Regions from separate parts of the Mus musculus genome. Here all the other regions are linked to region 3. The links are chromatin contacts, called in public HiChIP or PLAC-seq and promoter capture Hi-C maps. All regions are on one chromosome and are shown on one strand. The core of a region is the stretch at or near the end of the contact, and the rest is flanking DNA. Distances in the headings are between cores, read along the strand shown.

Evidence for each region. Promoter capture Hi-C pulls out the DNA fragments that hold promoters and counts their contacts. HiChIP or PLAC-seq counts read pairs in DNA pulled down with a chosen protein or histone mark.
Region 1: a contact with region 3 is called in a promoter capture Hi-C map of pre-B cells, with 2.6 times the contacts expected there. The contact joins the promoter of Rnf20 here to the promoter of Nr4a3 in region 3. A contact is called at or near these places in 1 of 39 promoter capture datasets (pre-B cells) and 1 of 484 Hi-C or Micro-C datasets (CD4 T cells).
Region 2: a contact with region 3 is called in an H3K27ac HiChIP or PLAC-seq map of thymic regulatory T cells, with 5 times the contacts expected there. The contact joins the promoter of Coro2a here to the promoter of Nr4a3 in region 3. A contact is called at or near these places in 1 of 39 promoter capture datasets (liver), 1 of 484 Hi-C or Micro-C datasets (embryonic stem cells) and 2 of 115 datasets of contacts at active chromatin or transcription factors (memory CD8 T cells and thymic regulatory T cells).
Region 4: a promoter capture Hi-C map of pre-B cells shows a contact between it and region 3, with 5 times the contacts expected there. The contact joins the promoter of Trim14 here to the promoter of Nr4a3 in region 3. A contact is called at or near these places in 2 of 39 promoter capture datasets (embryonic stem cells and pre-B cells), 1 of 484 Hi-C or Micro-C datasets (muscle stem cells), 1 of 115 datasets of contacts at active chromatin or transcription factors (thymic regulatory T cells) and 1 of 9 other capture datasets (liver).
Region 5: a contact with region 3 is called in an H3K27ac HiChIP or PLAC-seq map of embryonic stem cells, with 3 times the contacts expected there. The contact joins the promoter of Tbc1d2 here to the promoter of Nr4a3 in region 3. A contact is called at or near these places in 1 of 39 promoter capture datasets (embryonic stem cells), 1 of 484 Hi-C or Micro-C datasets (embryonic stem cells) and 1 of 115 datasets of contacts at active chromatin or transcription factors (embryonic stem cells).
Region 6: a contact with region 3 is called in a promoter capture Hi-C map of embryonic stem cells, with 4 times the contacts expected there. The contact joins the promoter of Zfp189 here to the promoter of Nr4a3 in region 3. A contact is called at or near these places in 2 of 39 promoter capture datasets (embryonic stem cells and pre-B cells), 1 of 484 Hi-C or Micro-C datasets (B cells) and 1 of 115 datasets of contacts at active chromatin or transcription factors (astrocytes).
Region 7: a contact with region 3 is called in an H3K27ac HiChIP or PLAC-seq map of embryonic stem cells, with 15 times the contacts expected there. The contact joins the promoter of Gabbr2 here to the promoter of Nr4a3 in region 3. A contact is called at or near these places in 2 of 39 promoter capture datasets (both in embryonic stem cells), 8 of 484 Hi-C or Micro-C datasets (all in embryonic stem cells) and 3 of 115 datasets of contacts at active chromatin or transcription factors (all in embryonic stem cells).

The regions. Positions count from the first base shown.
Region 1 is chr4:49,630,753-49,633,655 of GRCm38.p6, reverse strand. It overlaps Rnf20 (ring finger protein 20), which reads right to left and starts at 1,596. Exons shown (of 21, transcript NM_182999.2): 1 at 1,445-1,596; 2 at 1,144-1,291; 3 at 246-402. The coding sequence starts at 374. Gm45952 (predicted gene, 45952) reads left to right here and starts at 1,704. Exons shown (of 2, transcript NR_168526.1): 1 at 1,704-1,801; 2 at 2,793-2,903.
Region 2 is chr4:46,600,594-46,603,493 of GRCm38.p6, reverse strand. It overlaps Coro2a (coronin, actin binding protein 2A), which reads left to right and starts at 1,565. Exons shown (of 12, transcript NM_001164804.1): 1 at 1,565-1,677.
Region 3 is chr4:48,043,917-48,046,942 of GRCm38.p6, reverse strand. It overlaps Nr4a3 (nuclear receptor subfamily 4, group A, member 3), which reads right to left and starts at 1,638. Exons shown (of 8, transcript NM_015743.3): 1 at 1,227-1,638.
Region 4 is chr4:46,534,818-46,538,154 of GRCm38.p6, reverse strand. It overlaps Trim14 (tripartite motif-containing 14), which reads left to right and starts at 2,014. Exons shown (of 6, transcript NM_029077.4): 1 at 2,014-2,275. The coding sequence starts at 2,075. Coro2a (coronin, actin binding protein 2A) reads left to right here. Exons shown (of 12, transcript NM_001164804.1): 12 at 1-1,218. It overlaps Gm16731 (predicted gene, 16731), which reads right to left and starts at 2,254. Exons shown (of 4, transcript NR_151695.1): 1 at 2,092-2,254; 2 at 832-984.
Region 5 is chr4:46,648,185-46,651,542 of GRCm38.p6, reverse strand. It overlaps Tbc1d2 (TBC1 domain family, member 2), which reads left to right and starts at 1,344. Exons shown (of 13, transcript NM_198664.3): 1 at 1,344-1,874. The coding sequence starts at 1,509.
Region 6 is chr4:49,519,357-49,522,602 of GRCm38.p6, reverse strand. It overlaps Zfp189 (zinc finger protein 189), which reads right to left and starts at 1,427. Exons shown (of 3, transcript NM_145547.3): 1 at 1,008-1,427; 2 at 121-205. The coding sequence starts at 1,040. It overlaps Mrpl50 (mitochondrial ribosomal protein L50), which reads left to right and starts at 1,520. Exons shown (of 2, transcript NM_178603.4): 1 at 1,520-1,641. The coding sequence starts at 1,550.
Region 7 is chr4:46,990,333-46,993,614 of GRCm38.p6, reverse strand. Gabbr2 (gamma-aminobutyric acid (GABA) B receptor, 2) reads left to right here and starts at 1,901. Exons shown (of 19, transcript NM_001081141.2): 1 at 1,901-2,507. The coding sequence starts at 2,190.

The DNA of each region.
Region 1 (2,903 bases), core at 347-2,846, 1.6 Mb before region 3:
TATAGCAAAGACTACTGTAGTCAGACTCTCAATAAAATAAAATAAAATAAACACCACAGCTTGCAAATACAGATCAAACATAAATTAATACACCTCACTTCAAGAACTGACCACCACATCAATTCATCTATTTCCCTCTTCTTTGCTAATGCTTATCTCTTAATTCAAGAAGCTTCCATAAATTTCTACTTTCAGGAACAACTGACAGAAGCCAAGCACACTTTTGCAGCCTCGTTTTCTCGTACCGTTGAAGAGACACCTCCTAACTTAATTGTTTCCACGGTGGTCCCTGAATCTTCAACAGCTGTCTTCTTCTCTGGAGGCATAGATGTGCCCGGCTCTCCAGCTGCTCTTTTATTTCCAATTCCTGACATCTTGGTATAAGATGACAGTTATATTTTTCTGAATGAAAAAACAGAAACAAAAATAGAAAACATGAACTGAATCAAGATAAGCAGACATGCCACAATATAAAGTACCTGTATATAAAAACTAGTAATTTTTTTCAGGCCAACTCTTTAACCTAAATCAAATAATTCTACGACAAAACCCATCAACCCTAAATCAAGAGAGAAGGGGGAGGGGAACTGTTGAGGAATGGGATTGACAGGATTATAAATTTCTACACAAGATGCTAATAACAAATAAAATTCTACTCAAATAATAGAGAAGCTATGAATAAATTTCAGGATTCTCACTTCCTGAGATGCCAAAAACAAAAAACTAAAAGAAGGAGAGTTTATTTATGACAGAGGTTAAGGTTAAAGTATTAGGAGACTTGGGGCAAGAGACGTGGGAAACATTAGCTAAGTCATTAATCCTATACAAGTCAGTTATCTCTGAATCTCGGTTTCCTAAACGAAGGACAACAACATGTTGCTAGACTTACTGCAACAAATGGATGGCATAGTTATAGAAACAACTTAGCATAATGTCAGATGAACACTAAGCACCCAGAAATGCAAGCGTTCTCTTTGCAGAGCCTTGTAAACGCTCCCTGAGCAGTTAGTTCTCCAGATGTCAGACGTAGGTGAGCACCCCAGCGCTTCCTTTGGGGAGCCGGGCTGCCTTTAGAGACCGAACCTGCCAACAATCCCCGTTTCTTTATCTGTTCAGACGGGATGCTCTTTCAGTATTTCCTACCTGACTCTGGTTCCGAAACTCACAAGGAGGTGGAATGGATGCTAGATGGCGAGCACCGCGGCCATCAGGGGTCTACATCCAGCCGGCTTCCGATCCAAACTCCGGGACGAGGCGTCAATGGCAAGCAGCAATCTGGGTTGGACCTCGCCTGCAAAGAGAGGAGACGGGAGCTGAGGAGAGAGCGCAGCTTGACTGGAGAGCGCTGGCCGCTGGCTCCGGCGTGGCTAACTACAGGCCGGGAAGATGGGACCCGAGAGTCCTCGCCGCTCACGGCCCGGGAGCAGCAGACGACAGAGCAAACCTGGGCTCTGGCAACTCCCGCCGCAGGGAGCGCGCGGCTCCCAGCGCTTCTTCACGAAGGCCCGAGAGGGACTCCAAGGGATTCACTTGGGATCCGCTGCGAGAGGGACTGAGCTCCACGGAGGCGGAGGCACGGAGAGGAAGTAGGGAAAAGGAAAAGGAAGTTGCTTCAACTTTACCCGAGGCACGGCGAGGAGAGGGCGGAAGTGACGTGTGGGAGACCGCCAGGCGGAAGTGACGCGTGAGGAGGGGGCGCAGTCAGTTCTGCGTGTGCGCTGCCGCCTCTGTGTTGGGATGGGCGGGGACTGTTTCAGACTCCAGTCCCAAAGTGACCGGTCTCTTCAACGCGAAGCATTGTGTACGGTTTTTTTGTTTTTTGTTTTCTTTTTTTTAAGGTCCATTATTATTACTGACGGAAAGCGTTTTGTTTATGTTTTGTGTTGGGGGGGCGGTCCTATCTCATCCAAGCTGCTAATTGGTTGATGGTCCTGTCCATCTCCCAAAGGGCAAGCGCCCTTACCTGAGGTGTGGGTGGAGCACTCTTTAAAGAGATGAAATAGCCTGCGTAAAACTCAAGGAATTTGACCGATTTCTAGTTCTGTGTAGTTTCCTTAAAGGGGATTCCAGCACGGCGATGGTAGCACTCGCCTTTAATCCCAGCACTCAGGAGGTAGAAGCGGGCTGATTCCTCTGAGTTCAAGGCTAGCCTGGTCTACAAAGCGAGTTCTCGTACAGCCGGAGCTACACAGAGAAACCATGTCTTGAAAAACCAAAATAAATAAGCACATAAATACATACATACTATGCATAGAAACCCTGCCTCAAAATAAATAAATACTACACAGAGAAACTCCTGTCTGGGAAGGCCAAAATAAATAAGCGGGGTCTCTATTTAGCACTACCTGCAAATGACACTCAGCTGGAGAACTTTAGTCTCTTGTAGGGTTAAAAAGTCACCTTCGCCGGGCGGTGGTGGCGCATGCCTTTAATCCCAGCACTTGGGAGGCAGAGGCAGGCAGATTTCTGAGTTCAAGGCCAGCATAGTCTACAGAGTGAGTTCCAGGACAGCCAGAGCTACGCAGAGAAACCCTGTCTCAAAAACCAAAAATAAAAAATAAAAAAAAAAATAAAGCCACCTTCATCCCATCCCATCTTCCCCCTATGGATTCTCATCACAGGTTTGGAAACTACTGCTTTAGTGTTTGGAGAGGATAAGATACTGACCAGAGACACTGGGGATGGGGGGGGGGGGGTCGGGGGGGGGGAGGAGGGTGTTAATTAAGAACAAGTCAATTAGTCTGTAATCTCAGTACCCGTCTTAATATGATTTTTTTTTAATGTGTGCATAGGTGTTCGAGTGCCCACATGTAAAGCTCAGAGGACAACTTTTGGAGCTAGGTCGTACTTCGAAGGCTCGGGTCTCAAGGGCTGAACTCGGGGTGACAAGCACCTTTACCCAC
Region 2 (2,900 bases), core at 316-2,815, 1.4 Mb after region 3:
CTGTGTTGGGGCATCCAGATGAGTCAGCCTGCTCCAGGGTAAAGCCAAGTCAGAAACACTGTGGTGGGCCTGGCATGGTGGCCCCAGCCTTTAGGAGGTAGACAGGAGAATGAGTTCATGGGTTCTTCTTAGTTCATAGACAGTCTAAGACCGACCTGGGCTATGTGGGACCCTCCTTAAAAAAATTAATAAATGGGCTGGTAAAATGCCTAAGAGGGTGATAGTGCTGTCTCAGGAGCCAGGCAGCCTGAGACCTGTCCCCAGGAACCATGTAAAAAGCTGAATGCAGCCCTCCTACTTGGAGATGGGAGGCATCTGATATATTGCCCGATAGCTCAGGGACAGTCAGCCAGGAATATGTAGCATTGCAGAAATAAGATGAAAGGAAAGAACTAACTTCTGAAAGTTTGCACACACACACACACACACACACACACACACACACACTCGTTAAAAAGTGACAAAAATGTTTTAGATTACCATGGACCCTTGAGGGCAAAGGTCCAACTGCTGCGGTTGTGCGCTGTGTGCTTCTGCCAGTGCAGCTCCAAGCGGGATGCAGGGGGAATTCAGACGTGGGAAACCCACAGCTCTAGGAAGAAAACCGGCCCAGGGCCCTGTGGTTCAGCAGGAACTAGAGGAAGGCTTTAGCGACTGCTGTTCTAAAGTGATCAAGGACTCACCAGAGCTGAGTGTGGTGGTGTAGTCCTACAATCCCAGCTCCTAGAGGCTGAGGGAGGAAGATGGCTAGTTCAAAGCCAACCTAAGCAATTTAGTGAACTCTTGTTTCAGAAAAAGAGGAGAGGTCTCACAGTGTAGCTCAAAGGTAGAATACTTGCCTGGCAAGCATATGCACGGTCCTAATGTTCAATCCCACCATCACAAATCATACACACACACACATTAAATTTGTTATAGAGCCTACCAAGAACTCAGCTAAAGTCTCAACTTCTTGTCTATGAAATGGGAGTATTATGACTACATTGAAGGCGTTGGTAGATCAAATGTAATAAATTGTGTTCTTAGTTAACAATATATACAATACCTACTTTGTGCCAGGTACAGTGCTAGTCTCCCTCCTCCCCCCCGCCCCCCACCAAACACATCACTACAAGACACGAAGAACACTTTCCAAGACAGGTGGTGTGGCGTGGTTATTATGAAAGATATGACGTCCTATCTTCCATATTCAGTGAGCACCCGGCTGAAAGAGGGAGCGGCTTGGACGCAGCGCCCCCTAATGGCAGCAGTGGGAAGGATCTCCCGGATGCGCAGCCGCCCTCCGCTCTCCAGTTCTCCCGCCGCCTGCAGAGCTGCGGTCCCGGCGCTCGCTGCGGGATCCAGCTTCGAGCCATCTGGGAGGCAGGCGCGATGACAGTCTCCATCTCAGCAAGGGGAAACTGAGGTTCGGGACCCGAGTCCCACCCAAAGCCTGCGGCGAGAGCGTGTCGGAGGCGAGAGTGTGTGCACGCGGGACGGGAACCGAGCTGCGGGCGACGGGCGGCGCACAGGCGGGGCCTCTCCGTCCCGCCCCGCCCCGACCCCGCCCGGCCCGGTCCCGCCCGCCGGGCTGCGCGGGGAGGCGGCGGCACTGGGCGCGGGGACTCGGCGGGCGGCGCGAAGCGCGGAGCGGGAGCCGGAGCCGCCGCCGCCGCCACCTGCGCGGCAGCCAACAAGGTAGGGTGGGACCGGGCCGGGCGGGACGCTCGCTGCGCCCGGGCTGCGGCTCTGTGGCGGGAGGGATGCTGTCCCCGGCGTCGCGGAGACCTATCCTCCAGACCCCCGCACGATCTCACACAAAGCTCTGCCCCGCTCCAGTCCTCAGTTTCCCCATCGGGATACTGGTGCGGCCGCTCCCTCAGTGGGTGACTAGGAGCAGCGACCCCCAGGTTCGCGCTCCAGAGGTTAGGGGCCAGTCCTTACCGCCCGCGCCTCTTGCGGCGGTGAGCGGCCCGCCCTGGGCGCGGCAGCCAGTCTCGACAGGCCCCGGTGTGGCCCAGGTGCCCCGTGGACCCGAGTCGTGATTGTTCCTGTCCTGGCTGGGTTACCCGCGGGGGCCTCAGCTTCCAGTCCCGGGAAACGGTGGAGGAGGAAGCATCCCTGAGTCCCTGCCGAGGCGACCTGGGCGCGCGGGTGGGGCGAGCAGTCTGCTACCCAGACCAGGCTCATCGCCTGGAGCTGGAGGAGGAGCCCCGCGCTGGCAATGGCCAGATCTCAGCCTCAGACCTGCCTGGACCCGAGCCGAGCAAACACCCACCTGCATTCGGGCAATGGAGAAGGACGTCCTGGTCCGCGCCCTGGCCAGCTGCCGGAGCCCAGTTCTGCGTACCAGCCTGGTGGGACAGGGTTGGTACTACCACACTCGGTCCTCAGTCCACTTGCCAGGAAAACAGTGTCTCCGGGGGTTGGGGGACTGAGCATGTATCTAGGGGTGCAGTGACTCCAGGATCTTTAAAGACCTCTGGTGTAGGGCTGGGAAGTTCTATAAGATGCCTTTTGATGAAGGTCTTATGTTGCATTCTTCTCGAGATGGGGACTCTCACTAGCGAAACTGGGGAATCTGGTCCCACTGTGGCTGCAATCCTGATAGTGTCCCTTAGCTAGCATGTGGCCCTTCTGTCTCAGAGCCTGCTCTTCTGCGAATGCTCCAGGGACTTGTTCATAACCACCTGTGCCTCAGCACAGGAATGTGTCCTTACACGTCCCTCGCCTCCAGACATCTCTTGAGGGATGTGGAGGGAGAGAAAGGCTTAAGCCCATCTCTGGACACTTCTGCCTCATTTCCTGACATCTGTCCCCACTAAGGAACAGGCTCAGCACCTCCTGATCGCCTGTCTCCCTCTCCCTCACCCAAGGACTTTCTTAAGGCTAAAAGAGGAGACCCTTCCCTTTCCCCAGGC
Region 3 (3,026 bases), core at 389-2,888:
CATTGTGTTCAGTATGCGCGTTGGGCAGCTTTTCTTTCTCCAACTTGGTTCTATAAGAAACATTTCCCGATTGTTGGCAAAGGAGCTCCAGAATTGGAACAGCGGAGGAATGGCCGAACCGAACCCTGTAACCTCTCTCCCAGCCCTCCCAGGCCCTAGGATAAGCAGCTCCAGAGCACTATTGACCACAGTCCCCGCGGCTCTTCCCTCGGGAGAAGCCGGGCACATAAACAAAAGGCCAGCTCCAAGAACGTTCTTGGAAATCAAGGGACCAATGCTCATGAGCTCCCGCATGACTGCCGGAAGCCTCCAACAGGTTCGAGAGGTGCCTTTGAAAGCCAGTCTCCGCCGGCTGCGCTCCGCTGCTCGGCTCCCCTTTTCACCATCGAGAACTTTCCTTTCTACTAAGAAGAAAACACTCGGAGCAACTTCTCCGAAAGCTCATTGAAAAGTAACACAAGCCTTTCCCACACCAGCCAAGGCCTGGAGAAGAGGGACCTGGTCCCCACGCGTGTCGGGGCGCGAGAGTCGGCAATTACACCCGATTACCTCCATGGGGAAAAGTGTAAACCAGCAAGTCGGCGACGCCAGGCAGACGTGCCTAGTGGAGCCCGGGGCTCATTTCAATACAATAAGCCGCATTCCTACAATTACACCCTCTTTGCTGAGCTCCTCCAGAGCCTCTGCAAACTCCGGCCGCTGCTGCCCAGGCACTGGCCCTCCTAAGCTTTCTCCCAGACAACCAGCTCCGTTTCACCATTAGACACATTAACTCGGACCCACCAGAGTCCCTATTTCCAATTCCACTTAAAAGGCAGGAAAATTACTGCCGTTCATCACCGGGGCTCCAACTCTGCCTCAGCGGCAGCCGCTGCCGCCGCCGCCGCCGCCGCCGAGAGCATCATTACCATGACAACTAGAGCCGAAATACCCTGAATTACGACGCTGGAGCAGCTACAGCACAAATCCAGGTCCTCCTCTTTGTTAGAGGCTTTTAGCCTCTTTGGGTGGGGAGAGGAATCTCACAAGCTTCAGAGTCCCTGAGGGCCAGCTACAAGGGAAAAGTTTCAGCTTGGAACCCACCGGTAGCTGGGCGAGAAAACCTGAAAGGGGAGGCGGCGGGAGGGGGCCACCCCATATTAAAAGTTGTCAATTTCAGGAGCGACACTTCCCAGCGCGCCAACTTTTAAGCAAGTCCCCACATTAACTGGGCATATCGTACGTACTTGGGTGCTGTGGCGGTTCCGTCTTTAGAGCGAGTTTCTAGAGAGCGACCCCGAAATCTGGATTGGGGGAGAGTCACAGCTGCTGTCCCGGAAGGGCTGCGGTGCACAAACCCAGCGGCTCCCAGAGGCGGTGAGCGGCTGGCGGGGGATGCTGCGATCCCAACTCATGGGAGAGCGCCGCCGAGAGGTTCCGCAGGCATCCAGTCTCCGGCTGCGACCAGGGGGTAGGATGTCGCCACGTTTCCCACCTCCACGGACACTGCGGGCTCTGTCAGCGTTGCAAAGTGAGCCCTGGAGGGGCGTCCGGCTGCGGCGCGGCGCGGCGCGACACTGGCGAGGGAGCCGGGTGAGAGGGGTGTGAGCGCGCGGGAGAGAGTGGAGTGTGTGTGCGGAGCGTGTGAGCGCGCGTGTGTCTGTCTGTGTGTGCAAGTGAAGGAGCGGGTGTGAGCGTGTCTGTGTATGGGGAGCGGAGGAGGAGCAGGCGCTGGAGGGGTGGGGGGCGGGAGGCAGGAGACTCGGCTCTCCCGGCTGCGCGTTCGCTCGCTCTCTCGGCACGTCATTTATGCCACAGGAGCCCTAGCAGCCTCTCCATAGAGTGCCTGGAATGCGAGACGTCAATGTGACGACATGGGACGCTACGTCACCCTCCTCCTCCCTCCCCTGGCCCAGCCGGTTCCGCGTGTGCGAGGGTGTGTGTGTGTGTGTGTGTGTGTGTGTGTGTGTGTGTGCGCGCGCGCGTGCGCGCGTCCTCCGGCCATTCTCACGGCCGCACAATGGAAACCACGGGGAGCTGCGGACCCCAGCCCTGAGGCTTCTCAGATTCGCGCGGCCAACCCCTCTGCACGGGAGCCGCTTGCCAGGGCGCCGGTCTACCAGAGGGTGCCGCAGCCCGCCCGCGGGTCAGGCGGGACCGCCCAGCTGTCAGGCTCCGGGTGGAGCAGAGTTGGAGGAGTGCTGCTGGCTCGCCTCCGAGGCTGCCCCGAGGCATCTAGCCAGGTCCAGGGGGTAAGAGAGAGGACAGCTCTTCCGAAAGGGAAGGCTACGCCAGCCAGCTTCTCCGAGTGACCTGGCAGTCGCAGCTGAAGGAGTCTGGCACCAGGCCGAAGACTCCCAGAGGTGCAGCTGTGCTTCCCTCATGCAATGGTTCTAAGGCTGTTTACGTCCCTCTGGCCCTCTGCGCCTAGGCTAATTTGCCTCTTCCTCCTGTCATGCTGTTAGTGTTTCACCCTAGGATGCAGACAGTTCCAGGGACAAGATTTTATTTCTTTTTACTTATGGTGTGAGGTTCTTGACTGGACGCTTTATAATCCAAAGAAGTGCACATCCAGCCACGCGCGCGCTGCACGAGAAACTATATATAAAACAAACACACCACACGTGTTGAACAGCTGAGTGAGTCTGACTGTTCCTCTACTCCCCAGCACCGGGTCAGACATGGAACTCAACTCGCATTTGAGGGTTGTAGATGCCTCCCCTTCCACCTCTCAAATGAAATATTCAAAATCAGTCAACAGGATTCATTAGGTTGTCTCTAGGGGATCTTAACTATGGTCTCCTGGGGCGGGGGGCGGGGGGGGGGAGGTACATTTGTCTTCCAAGTATGTAGAAAGTCTGGGCGACTGTATAAGGGACAGCGATTTTTTCCTGGAAAAAAATTTAGGGTGTCACTTTCTTGCTGAGAACAAAACAAAACAAATAACAAAAACAAAACAAAACAAAACAAAACATGTTTGAGTTAAGAACTCTTAGTTCCAAAGGTTGCTGCTAACTGAAAGTAACCTCTTTCAGAAAAAAAAATTT
Region 4 (3,337 bases), core at 765-3,264, 1.5 Mb after region 3:
GAGTGGCTTCTGTTCATGGGAATGGAGACGCTTTTAGCTAGCATCCTACTGCTGTGTTGGCAATGGAAGCAGTACAAAGCTGACTCGCACACGACCACGTCACTCACCGTCGCTGGTATCTGCACACACCAGGGTCCTGTGCTCCTTGGTTTATTCTCCATCCCTACACTACACTGGGACTCTATGCCCGGCGATGAGCTAGCTATGCTCGCCTTCCTTGTGCTCCCGAGTATGGCAGGGATCTGGAGCTCCTGGGATGGCGCGCTCTCTCTCCTTTCATTTGTGACCAGCATGTCAGTCTGTAAAGCTCCAACCCCATGCTCAGAAGGCAGGAGGGCCACATAGTGAAGACACCAGCCCAAAACCACTGGCTGCCTCTTATGTGTGGCTAGGGGTGGGGTCCAGTGAGCTTCCCATCAAATCTCTGTACAACACCATCCCCTCAAAAAAAAGCTATCCCCACTGTAAGGGACCCAGACCCAGACCTCACATTCAGGAACAGGTCACAGGTGGCTATGAACAAAATTATATGTTGTTTCTTGTTCTGTTGGGTTTTTTTTTACATCTAGAATAAATTATTTAAATTATTTCATAGCAAGGGAGAGGGATATTTGTCATCTTTTTTTTCTTTTGAAGATTTTGTCATATTTTTTTAAGATTATGTTTTTATGTTCTTGGGCTAATGGAGCAACACTGCCCCCTGACACAGTGACCACCCAAGCAGCAAAGCCGCCCTCGGCTCCTTCCTTCTTGCCTTGGGAGCTTTCTTTCTGATGACTCAGGAACTTTGTGTGAATGAGGGAGAACGCTTGGAGATGAGCTTGTACCCACCTTAGCTCTACAATAATTCTGCTTCCTAGAACAAAACTTGAGGTTGTATCCCAGAGGGAAACGGGAATCAAGATACGGACCTATGCTTTTCATATGAAACCGTGCCTGAAGCCGTTTGAGTGATTGTTTGAATGTTTCTTAAATTCCTTGTACCTTTGTAAAAAAGTAAATAAAAAAATAATTAAGAAATAAAAGTTAAAATAGACACAGAATCGTGCAATGTAAGAATATGACAATCTACTGTGGGTGGTAATTCCTGCCTGTAATCCCAGTTCATGGAAGGCTGAGGCAGGAAGATTGAAAATTCCAGACCAGCTTGGGCAAAGGAGTCTAAGACTCTGCCTCAACCAAAATAATAATAAATAATAACACCAGACTCGATATTGCAATGCTTGGCGATTTCCTTTTTGTTAATTCGTTCTACAAGTACCAATTTAGCACTAGGTGTCTGGACCAGATGATACCGGACCAGGTTGGCAAACTGGTCAGTAAGGTCCGAATACCCTTGAAGTGCTTCCACTTGTGTTTGAGAGAATTCGTGAGGGGCAGGATGGGGCAGGGTGGTCAGGCGGCTGTGGGTGGAGAATGGACGCTTCCTGAAGAAGGAGATAAGCCACACCTCCATGTGATTGGGGGACAGTGAGCAGCAGCTATACCTTAAGCAAGAACTGCAAAATGCCCCGGCTAGAAACAGGGTGGGTCATTCACCCATCAAGGCAAGAGAAATCAGAACATCTTCAGGGCCTGGGGCTTTGAAGTTTTAGCCTGAAGATAATTGGGGCTTCTTGGAAGTATGTTCCAACTTCACCCCCACCTGCCCCCACATGGCTGACCATAGGGAGGAAGCACTACAGGAAAAGAACAAAATGAGGTGTAGAAAATGTAGGCCCTCTGGGCAGGCCACACCACCTACTACGCACCTCCGCAGTTTGCCAGAAGCCCAACATCATCAACAAGCGGGAAGCCAACCTTCCAGTGAGCCCATCAGTGCAAGCACCCGCGTTCCTATCTATAGTGACCTCCTCCTCCTCAAGGTGAGAAAGAGTGGAAGGATGCTGTGCCGCGGATCCAGCACTAGGTGGGACCAAGCATCAACTCTCCAGCAGGTCATCGCCCCTCCAGTTTGCCACTGGGAGCTGGGTCGCCCGCCCCGCCCCGCCCCGCCCCTCCCCGAGCAAGGTTTCGATTTCTGCACCAACCCAACCCGACCACACTGCACAGAGAACAGCGGTTGCCACTGAGAATGGCGAGCGAGACTACCGAGGCGCGGGCGCCCTTTCAGCCCGACGGGGCGTATGGCTGGCGCTGTCCGGAGCACAGCGAACGCCCGGCTGAGCTCTTCTGTCGCCGCTGCGGCCGCTGTGTGTGCGCGCTCTGCCCGGTTCTGGGTGCGCACCGCGGCCACCCGGTGGGCCTGGCCGAGGAGGAGGCTGTGCGTGTGCAGGTGGGAAGCCGCGAGGGCGTGCACCGCAGGTCTGGGCGGGCGGAGATTGAGCACAAGAGTAACCGTCAAAGGAGGGTCAAATCCCGTTAGGACAGGGAAACTAAAGGGGGACCCTGAGGTCCTCTAGATAGTAGACAGTAGGATCGGGAGGCAGAACCCTATGGAAGTGCAAAAGTTGCTCAAACCACCAGCGAAGCTTCCCAAGATTGGCTTGGGGTACAGGAGGCTCAAGCTGGTTAGTACTCACACGTTCTTTACCGCTTCTGCTAGGGCAACTCCCCAACCAGAGTCAAGGACGCGGGAGGGACGTTCGCCTAACAGAGCACAGGGGAGGATGAAGTTGGAAAATTGGGAGTTTACAGCCAACCTGTGATATGTAGAGAGACTATCTCAAAAGACCAGATTGTAGAAAAAGAAAACTGTATGTATGCGTGTGTTCCATGAAGCCTGGAAATGTCTCTGGACCCTGGAGTTCATAAAAGGCCATTCTGAACTGGGACCTGATGGCCTATGTTGTTTTGCTAAGTCAATAAGGTCCCTCTTCCTGCCTTGAATCCGGCTCCTCCCCCTATGCAAATACACCACTGTCCCCTCTCCCACCCCACCCACGGAAGAGGCTTGTTAATCACAGCCTTATCTTCTATAGATAACGAGAAAGCAGGACCCCCAGCCGGCTGCCCTGGCTCTGCAGAATCTATTCTCCTCTCTGCATTTGAGGAAGGCAAGCTAGCCAGAACCTTCTGAACCCCCGGGGCTGATTTTATGTTTATCTCCAAGAAGTCTTTGTAATTCTGCCCAAAGCACCTTCCTTTCTGCTCTCTCCTGACTTAACCACCCTTGACAAGACTACAACTCCAATCTGAATTGGGCCTGAGGGAGGACAGTCTGACTAGTGGAGTCCTGCCCCTGCTTCCAGAACCATCCTTCAGCAACTGTGAAATGACTGCTAATAAGGATCCTCAAATGCTGCTACTCGGAGACCCAAGGCTATGCGTCAACCTAGGCACCCTTCCTCTGTCTATCCACAGAGCCATTCCTTCATCAAGCACATACTCAGCACTC
Region 5 (3,358 bases), core at 95-2,594, 1.4 Mb after region 3:
GAGCCCAGCCTGTGCTGTATGAGATCCTGTCTTAAACAATAATTTAATTGTAGCATTTTCCAGTTTTCAGTGGTGTGAATTCTGCTAAACACCCTATTGTCCTCTTGGTGGCTTACAGCTTTTAAGTCGTTTATTGACTTTCAGTTGCAGCCAACATTTAATGAAGACTCACCCTTTTCTACCTTCTGTATTTGGAGCTTCGGGCATACTATCAAAAACAGTTCTGAGGATAGACAGGTGTGGATCAAGGAAGTACTGAAGGATTTCTTAAAAATGCAAAATTATCAACAGAGGTACGATGGCCAATGTTGATTTGGGATGAGAAAATAATCTGTTTCCAATAAAAAAGACCCCCCCGCCCCCGCGCGAGCGCCTGGTATTTAGTAGACAATACTGATTTGTAACCTTCCCCATCTACAAAATCCAACGCCCAGTGGCCTCTCCAAGTCTAGGAGGGCTCCTTAGTTTCACCATAAATTCTCTTGTTGTGGAGGGAAGGGTAGGTGTGAGCCCTGCCCATCCTTATGTGAGAAAACCTTAGCAAAGTCGCTCAACGATAGAGAATCTTAAAAATATACAGGTACTCAGAGAGGGTCGCTACTGCCATACTTCCACTAAAAAACCCTTGCCTGTAAACGGATCGCACAAGGGAGTTGAGGTGACGGGCAAAGTAACCGGCAAGAAAGATGAGACTCCAGAAGAGAGGTGAACCAGAACAAGGTGTATCGATCTAGTGGCGAAACACGCCTCGGGGCGCTTTGGTAAACTGAGGCAGGAGGTTGAGGGAATCAGTTGGATCCTAGCCCTGCTATTTAAAGCTCTGCTCTGTCCTCGCGGTGCTCCGCGTTCCCGCCAGTGCAACAAGGCGCCCGAGGTAAGGCGACTGGGGCTGTAAGGTGAAATGCGAGCCGAGGCAGGGGTGGTGGAGGAGGTGGTGTCCGACCAGAGCGATCGCGGGAGGTGACTGGGAAAACTTCCAAACTTTTAGGTTCAGGATCGGAAACGGAGCGCTCGGCCAATGGCTGCGCGATGCGCCGTCCCGCGGTGACTCGCGCGGCACCCGTAGAGTGGCGGCTGGAGAGGACGCCATGCTCCAGCGCCTCCACGCGAACCCCACGGCCACGTAGCTTGGCCTGGCTTCCTGCATCCCTCCCCACGCTTAAAGCGCCTCGGAGAAAGAAAAAGCCTTGTTTTTAAACAGAGGCGCCCGCACGCGCCGCGGGCGAACGAAGCAACATGGCCGACAGCGCGGAGGAAAAGCCGGAAGTTGGCTTGGTGGGCGGGACCCGGGGCGGTCCTCGCGTGACAGGGGCGTGGCCTGCCGTCCTGCGCTGAGTTTGCTGTCAAGTGTCTAAGGCGCTCTCTCCGGCGCCGGCAGGGGTGCTCTCCGCCTTCTTCTAGGGGCTGGACCGGACCGGCTCCGCCCCAGCCAGGTATCGCCGGTTCCCAGGTGCCCGTCGGACCTCCCGCATTCCAGTGCCGCAGGCCTGTGCAGCGGGCCAGCAGCGATGGAGGACGCCCCCGAGCGCACTCCCTCTTCCTCGGAGTCCACACAGCCTCCGGGCTTGGCCAGGGAGCCCGAGGTGGTATCTCCCGGGGATTCGGAGGGCTGCGCCCGGCCTCTAGACACGGTCCCTAAGAAACTCTGTGGGTATTTAAGTAAGTTTGGCGGCAAAGGACCCATCAAGGGCTGGAAATGCCGCTGGTTCTTCTACGATGAGAGGAAGTGCCACCTGTATTATTCGCGCACCGCGCAGGATGCAAACCCCTTGGACAGCATCGATCTCTCCAGTGCGGTCTTTGACTGTAAGGCGGACGCTGAGGAGGAGGGCACTTTTGAAATCAAGACTCCCAGCCGGGTTATTACCCTCAAGGTAAGTGGAACTCCGCACTTTACAGCTCGAGCTAGTTTTCAGGGCCAATGCATGGCCACCGCAAATTAACCCGGACGGTGATCACCATCCAGTCAGTGCCCCAGAGCCTGGAGCTGTCCCACTTAGCTTTCACACCATTTCCTTATTGCCTTCCCACAGGCAAGGGTGAGGGACTCCTTTTATGCATTAAGAAACTGATTCATAGACAAAAGGGAATGGCCCAGCCCAGGCATTTACAATGCTGTGGCTCACTTTTTGGAATCTTCCAGTGCTGTTATCAAACCTGGTATTGAAGCAGTCAGGGTACTGTGGTTGCACTCGCTGAGGCCAGGATCTGATTCATATCTTGGTGTTTTGGCCAACGGGAGGGAATGCAGACATGGGTAGGGATTAGGAAGGAAAATATGTAAGTTCACTGATGGGCCTAGATTGTTCATCCAGGCATGCCTGAACTAGTGAGTTCTTAGTAAATGCCTTTTGAATAAACACGTATGCACACACGGAGTGATGGAGCCACAGGTCAGAACCTATCTATCATGTTAAGGGGAAGTGTCCTGTTACCTGTCTGGGAAGATGGATGTGGGCTTAGGTTAGTTCTCTAGGCAGAGGAGTGCAAGGATGAAGGTCTTTCTTTCCACTGCCTGGTCTCTGTCTCCCTATGTCCTCAACCTGCAGCTGTTCAGATACTAGGATGCCGGGAGGTGTAGTTCTCCTTTCCTGGCAGTGTGGCCAGTTGGCTAGGCTGGAATCCAATTTTTAAACAAGAAAGGACATTTTAGAGGTCATGTGGGCTTAGGTCTTGTGTTCCTTCCACAAGACAAGTGCTGTTGGTCAGGGTCCCTCAGCACATGATTTATTTATTTATTTTTATTTTTTTGGTTAGTCCATACATATGCCTGGCTCTGTGCTAGGCTTTGGGGTGTGGATCAAGTCAGACTTGCTCAACTCTGCACCGCATTCTCAAACAGCTCGAGGTGTGATGGGGAAACTGGCAGGCATGGGTAAGTGCCTCATGGAGACTCTGCGAAGAGTTTGGACAGTAACAGTGTGGTGACAGAGGGATCGGCTCCTCCAAATGAGGAGGGGAGCTTTTCAGAAAGACATCGTCACTTTAAACAAGTGGTGATGGGAGAGAGACGATGATGCTGAGAGAGCATAGGCAGACAGGTGGGAAACATAGTGTAAGTACGAGTCACAGGCAAGCAACAGGAGCCTGGCATACATAGGTGCCCAAAGGATGGAGGTGAAGGGGGTGACACTGGGGAGTGAGGCCAGGGCCTTGGACTTTGTTTCTAGGCTGTAGAAGCTGTCTGAGAGCCTTAAGCTAAGAGAGTACAATGAGATTAGAGTGCTCAGAGAGCTCAGCCTGGCTGTTGGGCAGAGAGCAAATTGGGATAAGGAGAAGCTGGTAAGCAGAGAGCCCAGGAGGGGATGGTGGCTGAGCAGGAGCTGTGGCCCTGGAGAAAATGCAGATGACAGAGATG
Region 6 (3,246 bases), core at 178-2,677, 1.5 Mb before region 3:
ATCCGAATCAGAAGGTTGGGACAAAATAGTGCTGGTGTCAGTTACACTGCTTGACGCATTCTGGGTTTAAGTGTTAGTACCTTATTAGATATTTTAGTTAGAAAAAGCGTGCATTCTTACCCAGCGAGACCAGCTTTCCGTAGCTGTCCATCATGACATCTTTATACAGGCTTCTCGGAGCTGGATCCAGATAACCCCACTCCTCCTGAGTAAGAAACATAGCCATAGCCTCAAATGTCAGCCACTGCTGGAATTGTTTTCTCTCTGTAGTCAGTTCCAGTGGTCTCTCCACTGAAAGTGGGAGAAGTTATTGTCACTTTACCATGCTCCCATTCACTAGGAGGAACACGGTAAGTAAGAGTTCCAAAAGGTGCTCAATTCATGGCACCTCACACTGAAAAGGATCTGGACTGGTCTAGATCCACGCCTTCCAAACTGAAGGTCTTCTCTGCTTTCGTTATTACACACTAATACCACGACTGTTTTTAGTTAACAGCCTTAAGACCACCCCAACGTTCCCTGGCCTCACTGTTCGCCCCAAGCTTCTACCCACACCAGCTTGGGACCCAATTCGACGCAGTTCCATTAGGTTTTCTAAACACTCACCTTGAGTTCAGACATTGTGCTAGCTGCAGAGGACAGACGAGATTTAAAAAAAAAAAAGAAGAAAAGAAAGAAAAAAGTGCCTCACCTGAGAAACTCATAAATGAGATCTAACTTGGAGCAGTCTTAATTTTCCCCAGCCGATTTATCAAGTTACTCTTGAAAAAAAGAAAAAAAGAAAGAAAGGAAAAAAGAAAAAGGGGCCTTGGGGAGTTTGTAAGTGAACTAAAAGCACCTTGCAGCAAGGGGTATGTCCCGCAGCAAGGGGTACACAGGAGTTGACTGGGGTCCTTTCTTAAGAGTTGTAGAAATGGCCAGGAGGGGGACAGGGGAAGAGGTGATGGCGCGGCCTTGCTGTCTTGGGAGTGGCGAAATAACGGAGATCTCTTGAAAGGGCAACTCACCTTTGGCTCCAGCGGTGGGCTTGGGGACGCCATCGCCTCGTTCAGGAATAGCAGCCACACGACATTGGGGCTCTGATGAGGCCTAGATGGCTGTTGGAAATAAGGCTCGGCGAGAAGGGGCTCACCGGATGGGTCTGGTGTGGTCCTGCCTCTGTCTCGGAGCGGTCAAGTTCCTAGGGGCATATCAGACGTTCTGTCTGGCTGTCCTCCAACCCCAAACCCAGTCCTCTGTCCCGCTGCCTAGCCTTAGGGTCTCCCTGTAATATCTCCTCCTTGTTGCCAATTCCTCCGCCTCAAAGTCAAGCTGCACTACTACCGACCACCCCCGGACCAGAAGGCGTTACCCGGAGCCTTCGCGGAACCGCTCCAACTACAACTCCCAACATGCCCAGGGAGCGAGCCACCGCCTTCTTCCGTAAATGGCAAGCGAACTACATTTCCCGGAATGCATAGGTCTGGGCAACGTCAGGGGCCGCTGAAGTAAGCTCTCATCTGATTGGCTGAGTCGGGCACGTCTGGCGCTCTTGGGTTGCTTGTCGAGAATGGCGGCGCTGATCGTGTCTCGGTTAGCAAGAAGAGGCTGGCTGTGGAAGCTTCCCTTGGCAACACGTAGAGAATTTTGGTCTCGATCCAGGTAAATCTGAGTGTTTCTCAATGGTCTAAGTTCCACGTAAGTAATCAGAAGCGGAGGGGACGAGTTCAGAGGGTTAAGATGGGACCCTGGTCCTGAGCCTTCAGGAGTTAGCGTGGAGTAGGGATCCGAGCTAAAAGCTTACGTTTCTGCGATTGGCAGGACCGCTTCTAACGGCAACACGGTGCGCTTTCCCAGATTTCACTGATGCATACAACAAATAGTTTCTAAATGCCTTCCGTGTCTCTAAGTGTGTACCCAGCAGTACTCTCTTTCCCACGCTTTAGTTCCACACGGGAGGGAACTGAGGCCCACTGAAGAGAAGCACGCACATGGTGGATCCAGAAGCCCCGTGACTTAACTGCTTATCCACAGTTTTCCTCACTGCATCCTGTGGGATCTATGTATATTACTTAGATAATATTTAGGGCCTGAAAATTTAACCGCTGGGACCTCAGAGAACAACGAACGTATTAAGTTAGAAGTTTGAATCCTCACCCCATGTATTAACTCTAACCTTTCCCTGGTTAGTGTCAGATGTCCCAAGTTCATTTCTTTTTTTTTTCACTCAACAGATATTTTAGTGTTTACTATATGATAAATATTAAAGATAAAGTGGTTAATTAGACCAAATCTTTGTCCTCATAGGAGAAGGGGGGCAGTTGGTGATAAACTGTTCATTTTTCAGGTAACCGTTCTTTAAGGTGTAAATGGATGTAGTGATGTATATTCACATAGAGGAGAGATTTCAGCAGTCAGGCCAATCCCACCTTTTTACATCCCTTTTTGCGTTCTGTTTGTTTGTTTTGTTTATTGTCAATCATCATAGCTCTGTGTTAGAATTTTAAATCTTGAAGCATAATTTCTTCCATGTTTTTCTTGCTCATGATTGCTGCAGCTATTCGTAATTTAAGATTGCTCTTTATGTCTTTGGGAAAAGCCATTCGATTTTTTTGAGTTAAGTATTTAAGTAGTGCAGACATGGAACAGTCATTGAACATGGACTGTCTCTTCATTTATATGTGTGTTTTCTGTTTCTTTCATGGATGGTTTAGAGTTTTAGAGTATAGATCTTTAACCTGCTTGGTTATTTTTTCCTAAATATTTTTTTCCTGCTGTTATAAACAAACCAGATTTCTTGATCATTTGGGGGGGGGTGATTTATTATTTCTCTAGAGAAACCACTGATTTTATTGAGGATTTATTTTATTTATGTCCATATGTGTATGTATAAATATATGTGTGCTGATACTCTCGGAGGACAGAAGAGGGCGTCAGATCCCCTGAGTTTGGTGTTACAAGAGATTGTGAGCTAGCAGCCTGAGGTGGGTGCTGAGGACTGCACTCTGGAAGAGCAGCGAGTTCTCTTAACTTCTGAGCTCAAAGCTCTCCAGCCCTCGACTTCTGACTCTTTATTAAATGTCTCTGATTGCTATTGACTGGCGGAGGCTTTGTATTCTTTCTTGGTTTAGGGTTATATGTACCTGGGATCTTTAACTGCTTCTTTTAGGTTCTGCAGCCTGTAAAGCTCCTTCTTGTAACTTTTTATTTGTGAAACATCTCTTGTATCGCCGTATATTTCTGATTTTAATTACATGAGGTTTTGAG
Region 7 (3,282 bases), core at 652-3,151, 1.1 Mb after region 3:
GTTCTTCCTAAATACTGTCTCTTTTCTCAACCAGAACAGCAACTCAACAGGGACAATGGCTGGAGTTGCTTTCTTCAGTTCCTTACCTTCCTGGCAAACATGGAGGAGAGTCTCCTAAGTAGAATATAGCTAAGTGGAATGGCTAGTAGCTGAAAGCAGCCCAGCTCCACCTATACAAGAGCAGGGATTCCTGGCTAGTGATTGAGGCAGGCAGGGACTCAGAACTAGGAAAAACACCAAGGTTCCAGTTACCCACAGTGGAACTCAAGATCAGGGCAGAAACTGGGAGCCAGAATGCCCAGACAAGCAAAGTGAGGCATGAGGTCAGAGTCTGGCCTGGAGCCAAGCTGGTGGGCAGGGAGATGGGTCTCCTCCTGTCAGTGAGACATCTTCTAGAATGTCTGGGGTGACTATTACCTCTAGACTATTTTTTTGGCTGGAAGATGGGGGTGCTTGGATGAGCTGTGCTCTTGTACAAAACCTTCAGCCGAGAGGGGAGGAATTATAGCCGCCTAGAAAGTGGCTATGCGGGCAGGCGCCCTGGCTGATTTGGCCTCAGGGTCTCTGGAGCTGTCCAAGGTACTGCCGTCCTCAATTCAGCCTGGGCTCTATCTTCCAGGTTTCCTCCGGGTTTCCTGCCCAGCTCCAAATATGCAGACTCCATTTAGATGACCCATTACAAACTGTGTGGAGGAACGGGATCTAGAGCTACTGAGAGCACCGTGGCCTCCATGTCCTCCTTTTGGAAGGGCTTTCCAATATCAGGGGTGCATAAGAGTCCTTTGTGGCTGTGCATTCTGCTTCCCCTGTATTAGCTGTATATTATCGATCAGTGTATTCTTCTGTAAAACGGGAATGATAGACCCACTGTACTAAGCGTATACGGCTGTTTTGAGGATACATCAGATATGTCAGGTAGCAAGCAGTTAGTGAAGGTTAAATTCCCACCCTTGTTACAAGGTCGTGCTTTTGGTCCACAATGCTTGGATGGGCTGTTTTATAATGTAATGTAATGTATCCTTGTACTAGTCAGGCTTTGGGATGTTGTAGGTTAGTGCTCACAAGTGCCATGATTCACAGGGAGGCACAGAGGGGTTACTCAGGTTCATCTTGTCCAGGACTACTTTGCCTGGGGTTATCCAGTGTGTTTATACCACCTGGGAGACAGAATGAGCCAAGTCCAGGCTGTGCTTCTTGGGACTGAAGACAGGGTTCCCACCCAGGGGAGAATTTTAAGGCGGGGCCCTCTGGGACTGGGGACACCGGGAGGTCAAACGCCTGGAGGAGGCGGTAGTACTCATAGGTCTCCTATCCCAGCCCTGACCTGGGCTTGGCAAAGGACTCCAGACTGGATCAAGGGTCCCAGGTTCCCTGGTAGCTGGCACAGGAGAGCGCAGGCTGCTGGTGCCCCTAGGACACCTTTGTAGAACGTTCGTTTCCTCGACTCGCCCGCCCAGACCTGGGAGAAGCAGTACCCAACCACCTTGCAGGTGCTACAGGAAGCGCAAGGCGAGGCGCCCGCGTCCCCCGCGCATAGCAGCTTCGATTCCCCCGAACGTGGGGCTCTGGAGCTCAGTCCCCGGCGGCGGGGTCAGCCGGCCGCAGCAGCCGGCGCGGCGCAGCGCCCGGGGCGCGAGTGTGCGTGTGCCGGGAGCACGGCCCTCCCCGCGGCAGCCGCAGCGCCGGCGCCTCCCCCTCCCCCGGCGCGCACGGCCCGTCCCTGTCCCCGGAGGCGGCCCGAGCCGCCGCTCAGCAGCCTTGCCTTCGCCTCCCGAGCCTCCTGCCGCCCTCCCTCCCCTGGCCGGGCTCCAGGGTCCGACGTCCCGCGGCTCCGAGCAGGAAAGAGCTGCGATCGCGCACGGAGGCGGGAGGAGGCGGCCGGGTGCGGGGCGGCCGCGCTGGAGAGAGGCGCGCGGAGACTCGGCCCCCTCGGCGCTCGCTCGCTCGCTCGCTCGTTGGCTCCCCGCCTCCCGCACTCCGCTGGCTCCCACCCCTTCCCGGCGTGATTGATCCGTCACGGGCGCCGCCGCCGCCGCCGCGGCCGTTCTGAGCGAGCAGAAGCCGGAGCCGAGCCGGGGCCCGTGCCGGCGCCATTGCGCGGGAGCCGCGGGCAGAGCTCGGCGCCGGGCGGCGGGCCGGGCCAGGCCATGCGGGCCGAGTGAGCTGGCGCCCGCAGCCCGCGGCGCGGCATGGCTTCCCCGCCGAGCTCCGGGCAGCCCCGGCCGCCGCCGCCACCGCCGCCGCCCGCGCGCCTGCTGCTGCCCCTGCTGCTGTCGTTGCTGCTGTCGTTGGCTCCCGGGGCCTGGGGCTGGGCGCGGGGCGCCCCCCGGCCGCCGCCCAGCAGCCCGCCGCTCTCCATCATGGGCCTCATGCCGCTCACCAAGGAGGTGGCCAAGGGCAGCATCGGGCGCGGCGTGCTCCCCGCCGTGGAGCTAGCCATCGAGCAGATCCGCAACGAGTCACTCCTGCGCCCCTACTTCCTGGACCTGCGACTCTACGACACCGAGGTAAGTGTCCAGTGACCCATGCCGTCGAGGCTGGGGGCGTCGAGGAGGGACAGAGCCGTGATTGTCTCCTCCTCGCTGGCTGACCGCGTACTGGGTCCATCAGGGTCTCACTGGGCTTGGCTGGAGCAGGTGGGACCCTGATCTGTGAGCACCTTCCACCTCTGTGTGGGTGTGGAATGGGGGTCTCCTTTGACCAGAGGAGGAGTTAGAGATGTGAGAGGTTGGACTCCCAGAGGCCTGCGCCGGTTGCCCCTGTCCGGTGCTGCTCCTAGGGTTGTCAGGTGCCAAGTAAGAGGAACACGCACACTGATTACAAACTGGGCCAGCCACAGCTGGACAGGCTATGGGGCCTATTCCCAGACCCTAAAAATTCCAAGCCGCCCTTTTAGGGCTAGAGGGCTCCAGGACCCTCGGGGGCCAAGCTTCGGGCAGGACCGATCCTGTGGTGCACTTCTGCAGCTCAGGGCTCGCGCGCGCCACGGTCAGCCTCGGAGCCCGGAGGGTTCTGCAGCGCTGCTGCCTGGATCTGTCCAGCGCTGGCAGTAGCTGGAGCAGTTTTGGGAGACTCCCCTTCCCCCTCTCCCCGCCTTGGGTTAGTTGCTCATAGAGTGGCTTGACAGGTCTAGCCCGGGACGTGTGGTGGTGTCCGATCGCGCTTCCACTTTTGTTCAGCAGCTGCTAACACCGCTGAGCAGGTGCACACTTGAGGCGTTCGTGTCGTGGGAGCCTAGACTTGGAGTGTGGCAGAGGGTTCCCCTCTGGCCTTCTTTTCTGA